2 separate regions of the Mus musculus genome follow, and region 2 is linked to region 1. The links are chromatin contacts, called in public promoter capture Hi-C maps. All regions are on one chromosome and are shown on one strand. The core of a region is the stretch at or near the end of the contact, and the rest is flanking DNA. Distances in the headings are between cores, read along the strand shown. Region 1 overlaps Ggt7 (gamma-glutamyltransferase 7). Region 2 overlaps Trpc4ap (transient receptor potential cation channel, subfamily C, member 4 associated protein).

Region 1 (7,647 bases), core at 2,940-5,439:
TCTCCCCCGATTTCTGCAGCACCCAGGGCCATATCCCAGGACAAACCTGAGCATGTCGTCCATGCTCTCAGTGATGGTAGAATCATAGACAGGGTCTCCCAGTCTGCTAGCCAGGGCCAATGCAATCTTCAGGGTCTGAAAACACAGCAGTGATGTGGAAAGGCTGCCAGGCCCCTCCCAACACCCCCACTTGGTGGATTCTCAAAACCAAAGGTTCAGTCCTGCTCCAAGGAGGCGCTCCACTTTCTCATTTCTAGTGTTCCCAAATCCTGACGAGATGGAAGAGAGGGGCCTTACCTCTGCTACCCAGTGAAGCGCTTGCTCACGGGACACCAGGCTGGTGAGGTTGAAGCCCTCCAGGATGTTGAGAGCACTGATGAGGGCCGGGCCTGTGTGTGGGGGTGGGGGGCTGAGAACCAGGTGGCCTGAAAGGATAGGAAATGAGCAGATAGACAGAAAGGGGTCAAGTCATCTTCACATAGCACATCTCTGTGCATACCTCACCATTACACACACAGACGAGGAAAGGAACCACTCAGAGGCAAAGGGACCCACTGAAGTTCACACACTGGCCCTTCTGCCATAGGGGAAAACTAAGATGGAAGAGCCAAGCTATTCTCACTTTGGCAACACACACATTAGATCTGTGGCCTGCTGAGAGTCACATTGCAGGTCACTGGCAAAGCAGGGACAGGTGACCAAATGTCTACAGAATCCTGGTTTGCTATGGGCTCCCTTCAATCCTTCCCACAGGTCAGGAGTTGTTCAAGGGCTCTGATGGTTCCACTCAACCTGAAACTGCTTGGGAACAGCGTTCTTCTCTTCCTACTTTGTTATCTGGGAGTCGGACATTAAAAGAATAATAGCACCACCGGAGACATGGATCACGGGCAGTAATAACTGACTCATCTAATCAACCTTAGTCTATAGGGACGGAAACCGAGGCACACGAATCAACCAGGCCAGGATTATAGGAGGTCAGGTGAGCCTACAGCACTCGAGACACTGGAATGCTGAGACATCCCAGCCTGGGGAGGGAGAACAAAAAAATCTGCCATGGATTCAGTGTCCACTGTGGTCAAGGTGACTTCCCATATTATGTCATCAATAGTGTCCTCGTGGGCACCCCAAGATGTGGACACTATTACTGTCTCCACCTTGAGAACCTCAGAGTGGGAAGTGCAGGACAAGAGGTACAGCTGATGCTACCCCAGCCTTCCTGACGCCAAAGCTACAGGTTTGCTCTGTGTCATATACTGCCACCTCAAGATGAGGACTCAGGAAGATGGGAACCTGGAAACAAACTCAGAGGAGGCCTCGCCCAGGGACTGAGGTAACCTGTCCTTCCTAGAGAGGAGAGAACCTAAGGACTCCCAAGGGACCTAGCACACCACACCTTGGGGTCAGCAAATATAAACTGCATTCATGCCATAGGCTTGGATTTCTAAGTTTCTGATTGGTTCCTGAATTGTTCAATTCCTCCCTAGGTCTCAATTGTCTTTTACCATCAACGATGGGCAAATCTGTGATTGTCTTAAAGGGCTCGTTCTGCCCTTAGATGGACTTTGGTCTCAAAAATTCGTAGGAAGCTCGGGTCAGTGAGAAGGGAAAACAGAGCTGAGGCAGTATGGAACCCAAATCAAGGAAACCTAAGACATAGCTCAGTAAATGGGGAACTTGTCTTCTGTACAAGGTCCAATTCCCAGCACTATAAAAAAGCAAATAAATAACAAATCCCCAAACAAAAGAAAAAGCCATATCCAAGGCGCCCCCTCCCCCCCCCCCGCCACATCCTCATCACTAATAACTGACCCCATGGTTATCTCAGGAGGGAGCTGGCTCTGGCTTGTTTCAACAACCTAGGGAGCTCACTGCCTCTGTTTATCTCCTGTGACAGGAAAAGGAGTTTCCAGGCCAAAAAGATTTGGCCATGGACTGGCAAACTTCTCCCGAGTGGGGACCCTTAGGAGCTGGGGGAGAGGTCACCTCGGTACACTCCACACACAGGCTTCTCCGTGAGAGCACTATAGTTGCTGAAGTCCTCCTCGGTTATGACACCGCCTGCGTGCTGAGCCTGGAGGGGAGAGAATCACCATCCATCACCGTGAGCGCGAGAGGATGGCCCATGTCACATGTCAGTCACAGATGAGCCTGTTACAACTTTTGTTCCTTTTGGGATCCCACTAGCCCAAGGAAAAAGGAGGCAGAGGAAATTACCATGTGCATAAGAATTATCAAAACTAGCTAGGTGGTGGTGGCGCACACCTTTAATCCTAGCGCTAAGGAGGCAGCGGCAGGTGGGTCTCTGAGTTCGAGGCCAGCGTGGTCTGCAGAGCAAATTCTAGGACAGGCAGGGCTACACAGGAAAACCCTATCTCAAAACAAACAAACAAACAAACAACAACAAAAACAGAGTGGGATGGAGAGATGGCTCAGTGGTTAAGAGCACTGACTGCTCTTCCAGAGGTCCTGAGTTCAAATCCCAGCAACCACATGGTGGCTCACAACCATCTGTAATGACATCTGATGCCCTCTTCTGGAGTGTCTGAAGACAGCTACAGTGTACTTACATATAATAATAAAAAAATAAATCTTTGGAGCAAGTGGGGGCCAGAGCAAGCAGAAGTCCTGAGTTCAATTCCCAGCAACCACATGATAGCTCACAACCATCTGTACAGCTACAGTGTACTCATATACATAAAATAAATATATCTTAAAACAAAACAAAACCCTAAAAAGCAAAAAAAAAAAAAAAAAAAAGAAACCATGTGTCGTTTTACTATAGTTAACTAAAGTCACGGACAGGGCTGGGTGGGGGTATACCTCAGTCGTAGAGTACTTTTCTAGTATGCGCAAAGCTCTAGGTTTGAGCCTTAGGGTTGGCCTTCCTCTATAGTAAGACTATTACAGAACTATGGACTTGAAACAGCCTTGGCAGGACTGACCACTCTTCCCTGAGCAATGCTAAATCCTGCACAAATCAGTGTGCTTATTCCATTTCAGCAGCACATTCATTGTCAATCTTTTAAAAATAATTTTAAATTATTTAAAATTATTTTATTACTGTATGGTACAGGTGTTTTGTCTGCATGTATGTCTGTGCACCACATGCATGCAGTACACAAGGAAGCCAGAGCAGGGTGTCATATCCCCCAGGGACTGGAGTTGCAGATGAACCCCTGTGGATGCTGGGAAGCAAACCTGGCCTTCTAAAAGAGCAGCCAGTGCTTGTCACTACTGAGCCATTTCTCCAGCCCACGCCAATTTTCAATTACCATTACCTCTATCAATCTTCTTTTATACTTTCTAGTACATAACTTTAGACTTATCTGCCCTTAGTGAACTATTCACTGAATTTCTTGGCTAGTATATAGTTATGTGCCTGGCAGATTAATGAAACACAGTGACCAGTACGGACAGTGTGCTTCATGACTGAATGGCACACCCATGTAATCCCCTTGGTATATGACAGTGACTTAGATAAATGTCACCGCTGCACAGTACAACCCAATAATATTCTCAGTACCCATTATTACCCCAGACTAAGTCTCTTTGGATTTAGGGGTAGCCCCCTTTGTCAATCTCCTATGTCAATATCACCATGTTCTTGGAACATCCCAGGCAGAGCAGGGAAGAGTCTAGACCCAGGGGAACTGATACTGGTGCTGAGTTACCTGTGAAGAAATAGACCCAACGCCTGAACATCTGGCCCTAGCTCTGATAAACCCAGCCATTCCTTTTCAAGATCAGCTTTACCTATGCTCTTCAAGAGAAGGCTGTGCTTCTTGCCCTTAACAACCACTGGTCTGATGTCTAGCACCAGAGGTTAATTTTGTTTACAAAGTACACAACCAGAAACTAAGTAGAGGATAAATGGGGAAGGGTGGCATCTCTGCCACAGGGGCACTGTCACACTTACCTCAGCCACCATCTCCAGTGTGAGGTTGCCACCATTGTAGAAGGCAGCAGGGCCAGAGGTGCCGAGTATATCCAGTACCTCAGCGAGATCAGGCCGTCGCAGCAGGGAGCCAGGCAAGGGTGGGTGGCCCAGTGGCAGGAAAGTATCCAGGAAGCGGTCAGATGCATTGGGAGGCAGCTGCTCAGCCAAGGCATGAGCTGCGCGGGGGAGGTGGAGAGGCTGGGTGGGTGGTGCCAAGACTGGACTTGATGGGTCAGGTGGATGAGAGCTAAGTGACTGGCTCTGAGCTCAGGCTCCCTAGAAACCTGTCATAGCTGGTAGGGACATATAGGCTCCTCCCAGATCCTCTCCCTGGAGGCTGCCTCCAGGTAAGAGTGGGATGGATGAAGTGCAAACTGGAAAAAAGAACCCCTTTGCTTGGGGCCCAAATCTCAAGGCCTCCCCATTAACCTTGTACCTACCCCCCAACCCCCACCTCCAGGCCCCACTGACCTAGATCATGGGTCACGTTGAAGCCATCTTGGGCCACAGCTGCTGCGAAGGCCAGGACTTGGGACCAGGGCAGCCTGAGGGGGCCGGAGAGCAGGGGGTGGAGGAGGTCCTGGGGGGAGGAGGAGGGGTCCTGGGGGGAGGGGGTTCCTGGGAAGGAGAATCCTGGCAAGGGAAGGGGATATTAGGAAGGGGAGTTGGGAAGGAAAGAATCCAGGAGGACAGGAGAAGGCCACCCAAGGAGGGAAGTAAGCAGAGACCCCCGGTCCCCAGGGGAGGGTCTTTACCTGCCATAGAGCTGGTGAGCTTCATGTAACCCTTTCACCATTCCGGGGACCCCCACCAAGAGCCCAGGCTGGGCGAGGCGGGCAGGCGAGGGAGAGAGGAGACCAGGTCACTGGAAGGGGGGGGCTGGGCTGAACTCCGCAGAGCCCCCAAGCCAGGAATGGCTGGCACAGGGGAAAGACATAGGCCAAGTATCCTAGGAGAGGGGCAAGCTTTCCCCATGGGGTACATCTCCCTCACCCCACCCTACCCCCAACTCCTATCCACAAATGCAAAAAAAGGTCTTCCCTTGTTGAGGGATTTAATAAATGAAGCGAACCCTTCTAAAAGCCAGGGCACAAATTTTCTAGGTAAAAATCAGTTCACATTGGGTAATCGGTACCCTTGTCTTTAAAAAAGTGGGACACAAAGGACCTCAGTTTGGTCAGTTCACCTTCACACCACTATCACCTGACCTGTGACAACTCAGCGGGGTGTTTGGGTTTTGCCATGGCACTAAGTTCCCACTTTCCTGACTTTCCTCTTTTGCTCTCTATAGTGAGTTTGCCTCTAGTGTTTCTTTCTCCCAGTATGACAAAGCCTGAGAAAGCTAAAGTCATCTGGCTTAGAGTGAGATAGAGGAGTTTATTTACTTTGGTTTTCCGAGTCAGGTCTCTTTGTGTAGCTCTCTGGCTGTCTTGGAACTCACTCTGTAAACCATGGGGCCTTGAACTCAGAGAGCCGTCTGCCTCTGCTTCCCAAGTGCCTGGATTAAAGGTGAGCACCATATCTTAGGGTCCTCAGAGGAAGCCTTATACTTTTCTTTCAGGCAGGTAAGACTGTCAGAGAAGTAAGATGTTGTAGTGTAATCTGTTAGTAGTCATTCAATTTTGTTTTGTGCATTTTGTTTCAATTTTAAAAATCTTATTTATTTATTTATTAGCGTGTGTGTGTGTGTGTGTGTGTGTGTGTGTGTGTGTGTGTGTGTATGAGTATGCACATATGACCATGATATGGGTATGTGTAGATCAGAGGAGACTTGTAGGAACCCATCCTCTCTTTCTACTATGTGGGTCCTGGAGACTAAACTTAGGTTGTCAGGCTTAGTGACAAAAGCCAGCACCAACCAGTCCTTGTTCATTATTTTAAGTTGGGGGAGGGCAAGCTGCCTGCCATGATGTTGCTAAGAGCATTTTGCTCAACTCATTTTGCCACCCCACAGTAAATACGGAGCCCATCAATGCTTGGGTTAGCAGGAGGGGATGAAGGAGACCTCCCCCTCCCCTGGACCCTCTCTTCTCACCAGGGTCCCCACCTTGGTATCCCAGGATCTCTGCAGAGCCTCTTCTCTGAGGGCCCCGGGTGCAGACTCCCGGAAATCAATTAGGTGGCTCTCATTCCGCCGGATATCATGTACCAACATCACGCCCCCACTGGGGAAGACAGAGAGTGGAAAGAGAGGAGAACTCAGCACCCTTCTGAAAGATTCAACTACCACTCCCTAAATCCCCGTGGGAAGGTTGTAGGCTGTCTGCCACACTGGGTGAGATGTTGGAGCCCCCTCCCCAGCAGGGATTCAGAAACTCAGCCACCCTACAAAGAGTAAAGCCTAGGAGGTAGGGAACCCAGGTTACTGGAGACTTTAATCCCCGATTAAGAAAAATGCAGAGACTGGGGGAACAGGCTGTTCTGTCCCCTCCCTAGACCAGAGCTGGACCCCGGCCAGCTTCCTGCACCTGCCTACTTGATACACCCCCTCCCCCCCAGGGCTGGATTATGTAAGGAAAAACCCCGTGTGAGGCCAGCGTTGCTCCTACCAAGAGAAAGATTTTTGTCAGCTCGTTCCTTTTCTGTGGCATATTTACATCTGGGGAGGGGGCAAAATTAAAATGTGTACGGCTAAGCAACAAATAAGGAAAGCAGGGTAGAGAAATAGCAAAGTGGCCAGCACCCTGACCCACCATGGGAAGCACTCTGGTCAACTTCAGATAACTGTAGCCACATAGGAATGTAGGCTCCATGTTACCAGATTTCCTGTTTGTTCCTGAGATGGTAGCTGTTAGCAATCTGGGTTTTTATGAAAAGTGTCAACATTTTAACAACAGCAAACAGCAAACTTTTTTTTTTTTTTTAATGTGCAAACCAAACCAGCCAATGTGCTGGGTTTGACTTTTGAACGTCCAATTTGTAGCCTTGGTTTTAAGAACTCAGAGCCTGAGGTGCATTTTCTGTGGACAAGGAACACAGATTTCATCAGAGTCACAGGTCTTGGTGAGCCTTAACTGATACCAGGGCACCTCATCTTACACATCACAAAACTTCTCTCCTGGTGGAGAACCATAAAAGCTCCTGAACACACCTCCCTATCTTCCATGTGGTCTGCGATTATGACTCCATCCAGGGAGAAAAAGAGTGAAACTGGCCATTGAAAGAATAAACGTAAAGAGTATGGGCCCACCTTCGCCTTAACCTAGAGATACCTGCAGCCAGGCCCACAGACCAGGAGACGACAAGAAGTAGGCCTGAGGGACCCAGGCCTCCACCAGGTCCTTACCCAGCTCCTTACCCGCCCAGGCCAGAACTGTGTGGAGCCACAATCCCCAAACACAAGGCTGCGGCCACAGCTGCATCCACTGAAGAGCCCTGTTTACTGAGCACCTCCATGCCCAGCGCCGTGCAACTGGAGGCATCCGTCACCACAGCACCCTGCTGGAAGATCTAAGAGCAAGAGAAGAGAGGACTAGTCGGGCCCTCCACCACCCAATCACCTCCATTAACCTAGAACCTCTCTCTTTCTGTCCTCTTGATTGTCTTGAACCATTTCCTTCCTCTTCCCTTCCCACTTCCTAGCAGCCTCCCACTACCCCAGCCATTCAACCCCCATCACCCTCTCACCCCTTTCACCCAAGTTCCCTTCTGTCCATCTGCTCCCCTCACCTGGGGATCCCCGAAGTAGATTTGCATGACCAGCGCCA
Region 2 (7,647 bases), core at 3,304-5,803, 140 kb after region 1:
GAGTCCACTAGCGAGCTGTTGATCTGTTTCAGGAACACCTGGAACTGGAGCAGAGATGGTGCTTACTGGCAGGCTGCTGGCCAGGGCACCACCAACCTTCTACCCCAGCTCCACTACTCCGCAGATGGGACACCGAGTGGCCTGCTAAGATGCTCTAACAGCCAAAGTTCTCAGCCCAATAGTCTTAGGGTCTGGCTTGAAGCCTGACTGTCCCACCAGATCCCAGACTCTTCCAACTGTGTGACCACCCCTGAAGATGGGCAGGCCAAAGCTTACGGACAGCTGGTACTTCAGCCAACAGCACGGAGCCCTGGACAAGCCCTACCTTTGCATCAGTGTTGATATATTTATTGAATCTCTTGAATGCATCGACGTTGAACTTCATCAGCTCTCCCAGGAGATCAAAGTAGCTCTGGAGTACATCCCTAGACTTGCACTCACTGTCCACAATGCAGTATAAGATGTGCTGGGTCAAACAGGGGACAGGGTGAGTGAGTGGATGGGTCTGCCCCCCACCCTCATCTGTTTGCCACTCAGGCCTGGCCTGGAGCTCAGACTACCCACTTGGTTCAAGCAAGCATACAGGTGGATGAAACCTGCAACTTTGTCTAGGCTCTTTTCTGAGGATACTGGTGGCTCCAAGGACAGAACCAGGTGGCTGACCTCAGCAGGGGGAACAGGGTGGGTAGGTGGTATTCTCTTTCCCAGGCTCCCACACAACGCCTCTGACTTGCTCTGCAGCTACCTACATGGTTCTGTCTCCAGACCTAACAAGGGCTGCTGCCCTAAGCACGAGGGCCCAGGATTGAAGAGCAGGGCACATATTCTGACCCTCTGCACTGTCTTATGTTTACCAATAAAACCGCATAGAACACACACAAATCACTAAATAGTTACTCAGAACAGTAAGCCAACTTAACTCCTCAACAGGGAACTCTTCCCTGCTTCCATTCTGGTTTCTGATTTCCCCTCCCTCCCTCTCTTCATTCCTGCTTTGTTTTTTTTGTGAGACAGGGTCTGGCCTTGAACTTGAACAACTCCTGCTTCTGCTTCTAAAGTGTGGGGTCTCCAAGCTCAGTTCATTTTCTTGAGCTTACATGATTGGCAGCTGCTTTCCTTTACAATTCATGGTTCCATGTTCATAGTCATTTCCTAAAAATACCAACTGTAATTCTAGCTATTTGCTCTCTCTTCAAATTCCTTTTGCTACATGCCATTAATCAATATGGAAATATCATTACTTTTATTTTCTTACATCACTGCCCCCTCCCACAGCTCCTCATCCCATTCTTCCTCCCCGCTTTGTTTCCCCCTCACTGCCACCCACCAGGCTTCCCCACTCCCTGAAGCCTCAAGTCTCTCAAGGGTTAGGCAAGTCTTCTCCCACTGAGGCCAGACCAGGCAGTCCTCTGCTGTATATGTGTCGGGGGCCTCGGACTAGCTTGTGTATGCTGCCTGGTTGGTGGCTTTGTTAACTTTTAGTCAATACCAAATTATCCCCAGGGTCAAAGGGCTTGCTGGGTAACTCTGTATTCTAAATTCCTGCACAACTACCTGAGTCCTTTAGCCCTCAATACCTACAGGGAGCCCACAGCTGGCAACCCAGGGCCAACCCTGGAACAATGCGCACTAGGAACAACCAGAAAAGGTCTGTTCCTGACCAAACTCTTTAAGGCTCAGAACGAAGAATCAATTCGAGGGGCTGGACTGGGGAGGACAGCTACTCGACGCCCTGCTTCCTCCAGTATACCTCCAGAAGGCCTCGCTTCAGCAGGAACATCTGGTCTGCATAGGAGGTGGTCCCTCGGAGGAAACTTTCCACAGCCCGGGCTTGCCAAAACCTGCAACCCAAGTGTTGATCCTGGACCAGGAGGCTTTGGCTGCCCTCCCCTGGTGCAGGCTAAATGCCCCCAGAGGCAGAGTGGTTTGCAGCCCAGTGTCTAATATTTACTTAACATTTCCCAGTCTGTGCCCCAGTCCTAGGTCTTGAGGACAGATCAATAAGCAAGAGGATCGCCATTCTCATGTATGGTGCTCACAGCTCGGCAGGGGCCAGTCTTTCATTGTGGGCTGGACCAAAACGTGTTTCTATGGTATATGGGCATACACAGTGGCATCTGGGCTCAAAGAGTGGCCTCTAGTAAGTTCCATGTAAAACCACTCTAGGCTTTCCACTCTCAGAATACTGGAAAGACATAGACCAGGGATGTGTGGCCAGCAGAAGGGTTTGTGTGGCGACATCACTGACTTCATATGCATTGAGCTGGTCTAGATAGGAGCCAACAGATACTGAGTGGCCCAAAGACTCAGCTGGGATACCTGAGGGAGGGTCTGAATAGGTGAACCCTGTAGGGACAGAGCCCTGTACCCAGGCCTGGTGGAATCCTCTTGTCTACAACCTTTCCAAGCCCCCCCCCCCCCCCCGGGCGGTCCCTGGCTCTATTTTCTCCCATACTGCACTGAAGCAGGTTTCTTTCCTTTCATGCTTCCTTCCCATGATCCCTGGAAGTCACACAGGCATAGCCTGGATCCATTTGTGCTCTACCTCTCTAGTGACAGCCTGATGATCACCTACCTCCTAAAATACCCTGCTGGCATGTGACAAGGACACACGCACTTACCAGCTGAATCCCATAGTGCCAGCGGCTGGTGAGGCCGCCTCCCCAACCTTAAGGAGTAGGTACTGGAGACTAACCCATTGGGAACCCCCTGGCTCCTAGACCCCTCCCAAGCACAGCTCTCCTTACTCACCTGAATGAAGACTCCGCTGGCTCCTTCTTCATGACCTGCAGCAGCCGAGTTAGTAGGCCCCTCTTGCCGTCACACACCAGACTCCTGAAATCAAAGGGACAGACAGCACTGGTGACAGAACTGAATGGCTAAGAGGGGCCACTGAGCTCGTCCTGTGTCGCTGTGGATGGAGGAAAGAACAGGCAATGTCTGAGTCTGCAAGGATGCTTTCTTGCTCCACCGTGTGCCAGGACCTCAGAGACTGCAGCCGTCAGCTCAATGGCCAGGTGCATTTCTCCTGCGCCTTAGGCCGCTTTTCCCTCCTCAGACCCACTGGCCAGAGGCAGAGGCACACCCATGGCCAGATGGGGCTCCAAACTGCCAGAAGGCGGCCATTTACATCACAAATGGGTTTAATTCAGGCCACAGCAGAGTATGCCAGATGGAATAAAAAGTCTGTGCCAATTGGGCAGTGCCCAGAGTTCTTTATCCTGCCCAGGGTCAGTTCCAGCTCAGCTGTGGGCTTCCAGGCCTCAGCTTCCCGTCTATGAGGCAAAGGCAGCAGTAGGTAAGAAAATGATTAGGCCTGTCACAGTGGCAGGTGTCTGGGCCCTTAAACTCTCTCTTCACACGGCAGCTCCATTTCCAGCCCCTGCAGACGCCGGGGCACCGATGGATCCATCTTCTCAGGAAGAAGTTGGGGATTTCTGACTGTAGCTGCTAGATTAGGGCCACACTTCACAAGCCCCCATGAGCCAGACATGGCACTGTGTTGATCCCAAAGAGGAGGTAGACATAGGGCAGAGGGTGAAGGGTTAGCTTCTTCTTGTCCTGCTTGGCACAGCTGCCACTGGGCAAGAAATGAGGATACCAGTAAAGGGGCCATGATTTGCATGGGATAAGGTGGAAGGACAGAGTATAGCTGACCTTTGCTGTCATATACATGTAAAGAGGAAGATGACGATGGCACTTCCTTCTGAGGCTGCTGTGATCCTCAGTTAGGAAATGCAGGAGATGTGAGGATCTAGCTCACAAAGCCAGTGGGGTGGTAGCTACGTGTGAGGAAGCACAAGTACGCAGCCCCGCGTGTGCCCTGCTGGGAGCCCTGTATCCACAGCGGTCCCCACAAAGATCACCTGTCAGTGTTGAGGACAGCCTCCACCTCAGGGATGTTGGCTTTCAGCGAGATGGCACTGAGCTCATTTAGCTCCTGGTTGTTGAGCAGCAAGTACTTGTTCCTGAAACAGACGGGTGCAAAGGGTAAAGGGCGGGGCTGGAGCTGCTGAGCAGCTCTGCAGCGGGCACAAAGTCTGCTCTGCCCACTCCTGTCGGGAGGAGCACTGAGAGTCCCCCAGCACTTCTACACGTGCTTGTCATTCCTAACAAGCCCGTCCTCGGCACCTCCAGGTCTCCATGTTGCACACTGAACACTTCTCTATGACTTCTCAGAGTCACCTGCACTTCAGCACATCTGATCCTGTCTGCCATCTTAGTCCTGAGCCTAGCCCTGCTGCAGCATTCTCAGTGGCCAGAGTCACAACGCAGAGGCCTGACCAACTGTGACACAATCGCTCCTCTTCCTTCCGTCCAGGCTTGTCATTACGGTCTGTGCAGCACAGAAGCACTTGCTCAGCTGCTTCTCACAGGAAGGGAACCCTCCCTCAGCTCCTTGAGTGATTTCTAAAACAGGACTGGGACCATGTCATTATTGAAAATGCTTACCCAATTCTCACACCCTGTTGTGTGAACCCCTAGGGAGTGATCATGTCTTTGAGGCCCTGTGCAGCCAGGCCACCTCTGTGGCTACAACAAACTGAGCAGCTCACACCTGCCACACCATCTGGCCACTCTGGTTTTCATGACCACGCCATATCCTCCTACAGGGCTTCTCTATGTGGGAGCCTTCTGGCTCAACTCTCTCACGCTGCCTCTTCATCCCGGTCAGGCCTCTGCTCACAGATTGCTTCTGCAATAGTCACTGAGCACCGCCAGCCGGTCAGGACACTTGACAACTGTCCTTTCACGGAGTGTGCTCTTTTGTTCCCACACACCATGCCTATTTGACATCAGGCATTCTGTAACTGGTGACCTTCTCTAATGGTAAACTTCCTCTCCCAAATGTACTCTACATGACAGCAGGGATCATAGTATTTCCACTAGGCCAGGTACAAAGAAGTACTGATTTAGAGTCTGATGAAAGCTAGGACAGGGACGGACACACACACACACACACACACACACTCGGTATAATTCTGTCAACTACAGATGCCTTCAGCCACAGACGTTCTCACAAAACAGAATCATAAGAGACAGAGGCCCCTAGGCAGCACTGTCCTCAGGCATGTTCTATTAACTTGTACAACATTGAAAACTCAGGCTGCCCCAGCACTGCCTTGAGAACCCCTCCTCTGGGCCCTTCATGGAGGCCTCCAATCCAGTGCATCCACCTTTCTGTGCACACACAGTCGTCAGGTCCTTACCCTAATGCCACGGCCAAGAATCCCGTGTTTCCCCCTCCCTTGCACTGTTTCCCTTATAGTGGACAATCATTTTCTTATACATTCTCCACTAAAAGCTTAATCATTAAAAATCAGAGACTATCGCAAAAAAGTGGGAAGGGGGAGCCAACACACTTCACTGTAGAGGTGGGAGCCTCCATGTTTCCAGTCAGGGACTCTGCAGCTAAGAGGCTAGTCATTGCACAAGGGTGTTGCTCCCAGGGCACAGAGGGACAGCACTTTCATCCTCTGATGGTGGCTGTGAGGGCAGAGGAAAGATTCGGTGCTCAGATAGAAGGAAGGGTTGTCAACCTACAGGGCTGAGGAGCACAGCCTCACAGATATTGGGGGCTCCCACCAGCCCTACAGACTGCTCCTGGGTCAGAGAACAGAGAAGCTCAGGGGAGGGGCCTGCAGACGATGCCTCCAGGGGATACTTACTCATGGTGGTCACTGAAACTCTGGAGAAGTCTCAAAAACTGGATCTTCAAGGTGATGTCCTAGAACACATATTAAAGCTACGTTTGTCACAACACTTGTACAAAAAACAAGGCTGGGCTCTGGTGACATCCCTGTCTAGCTACACTGCTTCTTATGCGTCCCTGTCCTCCAGCACAATGAGGGTTTTCCTTTTTTTTTTATTAGATATTTTCTTATTTACATTTCAAATGTTATCCCCTTTCATAGTTTCCCCTCCACAAGCCCCCTCTCCTCTACCCCCTCCCCCTGCCCCCTGGAGGGTTTTCTTTAGTGGAAAAGTCAGACCTTCATGGCTGACCAGTGTCAAGCTAAACTAACGTAGACCTTTTCTGCTAACAACATCCTAGACGATTGGATTTAAAAACTAAAATCATCCTAGTCCCTTTCCACATGAGGCTAGTTTAGAAGCTCCAAAGGGAAACCTACTGATCTCAGAAAGGCCTGGCCCTGAGAGCTCAGGAGCCCGTGGATGGTGAGAGACCGAGTCACAACACGGCTATGGTTTCTGTGTCCTACAGTGACCAGGACGAGCCGAGCTGTGAGCTGCTTAGGCTTGGCTGGTGAAGCCTCCCAGGAGAAGTAAGAAATCCTGAAACTGAACATGAAACTGGCTCCTCTAAAGCGTGAGCCAAAGTGTGTCCTGGGCAGAGGTGGCAAAGGTCCCCAGGAAGGCTGCCACCAAACCTCAGAAAACGACACACATGCCACCCCAAGTGTGTGAAAACCCAGACACAAGCTGCTGGCACCACAGCAGCATCTCCAAGAGACCATAAGGAAGTAAGTAAGAAGCCATTAGAGAAAGATTGCAAACGCAGAAGACACAGGATATTTCCACAAGGAACAAAGACCAAGCGCTCAGTCCCCTGTGGAAAGACTCATTCTAAGTTACTAACTCAAATGGAAGAATGAAAAGCAACCTGACAAGGTTGGGGGCAGGGCACCGAGGTTAAGTCCCACAATGCAGGTTCGGAAACCCATGGCACCAGGTCCTGCCAGCACATCAGGTCTTTTGGGCCAGAGTTGTGGGAAGGTGGGGCTCTGAGGGCAATAGGCACATGACCCTCCTAGTCCAAGAAAACAGGTTCAGAGGTTCTGGGACACAGTCAAAGGTGACTGGCATGGGAGCTGGTGAGATGGCTCAGTGGTTAAGAGTGCCGACTGCTCTTCCGAAGGTCCCGAGTTCAAATCCCAGCAACCACATGGTGGCTCACAACCATCCGTAACGAAATCTGATGCCCTCTTCTGGAGTGTCTGAAGACAGCTACAGTGTACTTACATATAATAAATAAATAAATCTTAAAAAAAAAAAGGTGAGTGGCACAAAGGACTTCTGATGCTCATTCAATACCCTGTCAGGATGCTCTGAGATACAGTTGGTCTAAAACCTTTCTCTCTGCTCTCCTCTATAAGAATGAGGCCCTCAGGGTGAGCAGTGGTTCTTAAAACACCTAACTCTTTGCAGTTAAGTCCCTGCACGCTCCCGGGCTCTCCGCTTACCGGGCTACAGTCACAGTTCTGGTTGTGGCCATGGAGGACAAGGGCAGATGCTGAATGCTTCCTCCAAATCAGTTTGTCGAACAAATTATTGAGTCCTGGGATCAACTTGAACTCAGCAATCATCCTGTGGACCTGTGTAAGGATGTAAGGGAGAAACACTGAGACCACTGTGTGCACAATGTGAGCAATGTGAGCAAGGCCTCTCCCAGCTCAGCCATCTTCAGGGTGAAGACAGCAGTTGCTAGTAGTGAGTGCTGCCATTTAAAGGCACCCTCCACCTGACTGCATAGAAGCGCATGTGCTGGTGGCCTGAGAAGCTAGAGAAGGGCGACAGACCCTCAGAGATGAGGGTAAACCCTTCTACTTGGCTTAGAAATGTTTCTAAGCACTGGCTACTCTTCCAGAGGACGGGGGTTTGATTCCCAACACTTACGTGGCTATT

Evidence for each region. Capture Hi-C pulls out chosen DNA fragments and counts their contacts.
Region 2: a contact with region 1 is called in a promoter capture Hi-C map of pancreatic islet. The contact joins two enhancer-like sites. A contact is called at or near these places in 1 of 39 promoter capture datasets (neural stem cells), 2 of 484 Hi-C or Micro-C datasets (bone marrow-derived macrophages and medial ganglionic eminence), 6 of 115 datasets of contacts at active chromatin or transcription factors (double positive thymocytes, embryonic midbrain, embryonic stem cells and 1 more) and 3 of 9 other capture datasets (adipose tissue, liver and pancreatic islet).

The regions. Positions count from the first base shown.
Region 1 is chr2:155,498,717-155,506,363 of GRCm38.p6, forward strand. It overlaps Ggt7 (gamma-glutamyltransferase 7), which reads right to left. Exons shown (of 15, transcript NM_144786.2): 2 at 7,610-7,647; 3 at 7,239-7,390; 4 at 5,988-6,105; 5 at 4,696-4,763; 6 at 4,412-4,485; 7 at 3,920-4,116; 8 at 1,987-2,074; 9 at 298-425; 10 at 47-135. Among named protein-coding and RNA genes, the nearest start is that of Ggt7, 12 kb to the right of the region's middle. Within about 2 kb of position 4,190, at least 5 of the 459 cell types and tissues checked have an H3K27ac peak or open chromatin away from gene starts, as enhancers often do. A contact at or near this core is called in pancreatic islet, where this site is marked.
Region 2 is chr2:155,637,723-155,645,369 of GRCm38.p6, forward strand. Trpc4ap (transient receptor potential cation channel, subfamily C, member 4 associated protein) reads right to left here. Exons shown (of 19, transcript NM_001163452.1): 10 at 7,206-7,337; 11 at 5,670-5,728; 12 at 3,867-3,968; 13 at 2,752-2,835; 14 at 1,751-1,841; 15 at 326-466; 16 at 1-44. Among named protein-coding and RNA genes, the nearest start is that of Gm22334, 11 kb to the right of the region's middle. Within about 2 kb of position 4,554, at least 52 of the 459 cell types and tissues checked have an H3K27ac peak or open chromatin away from gene starts, as enhancers often do. A contact at or near this core is called in pancreatic islet, where this site is marked.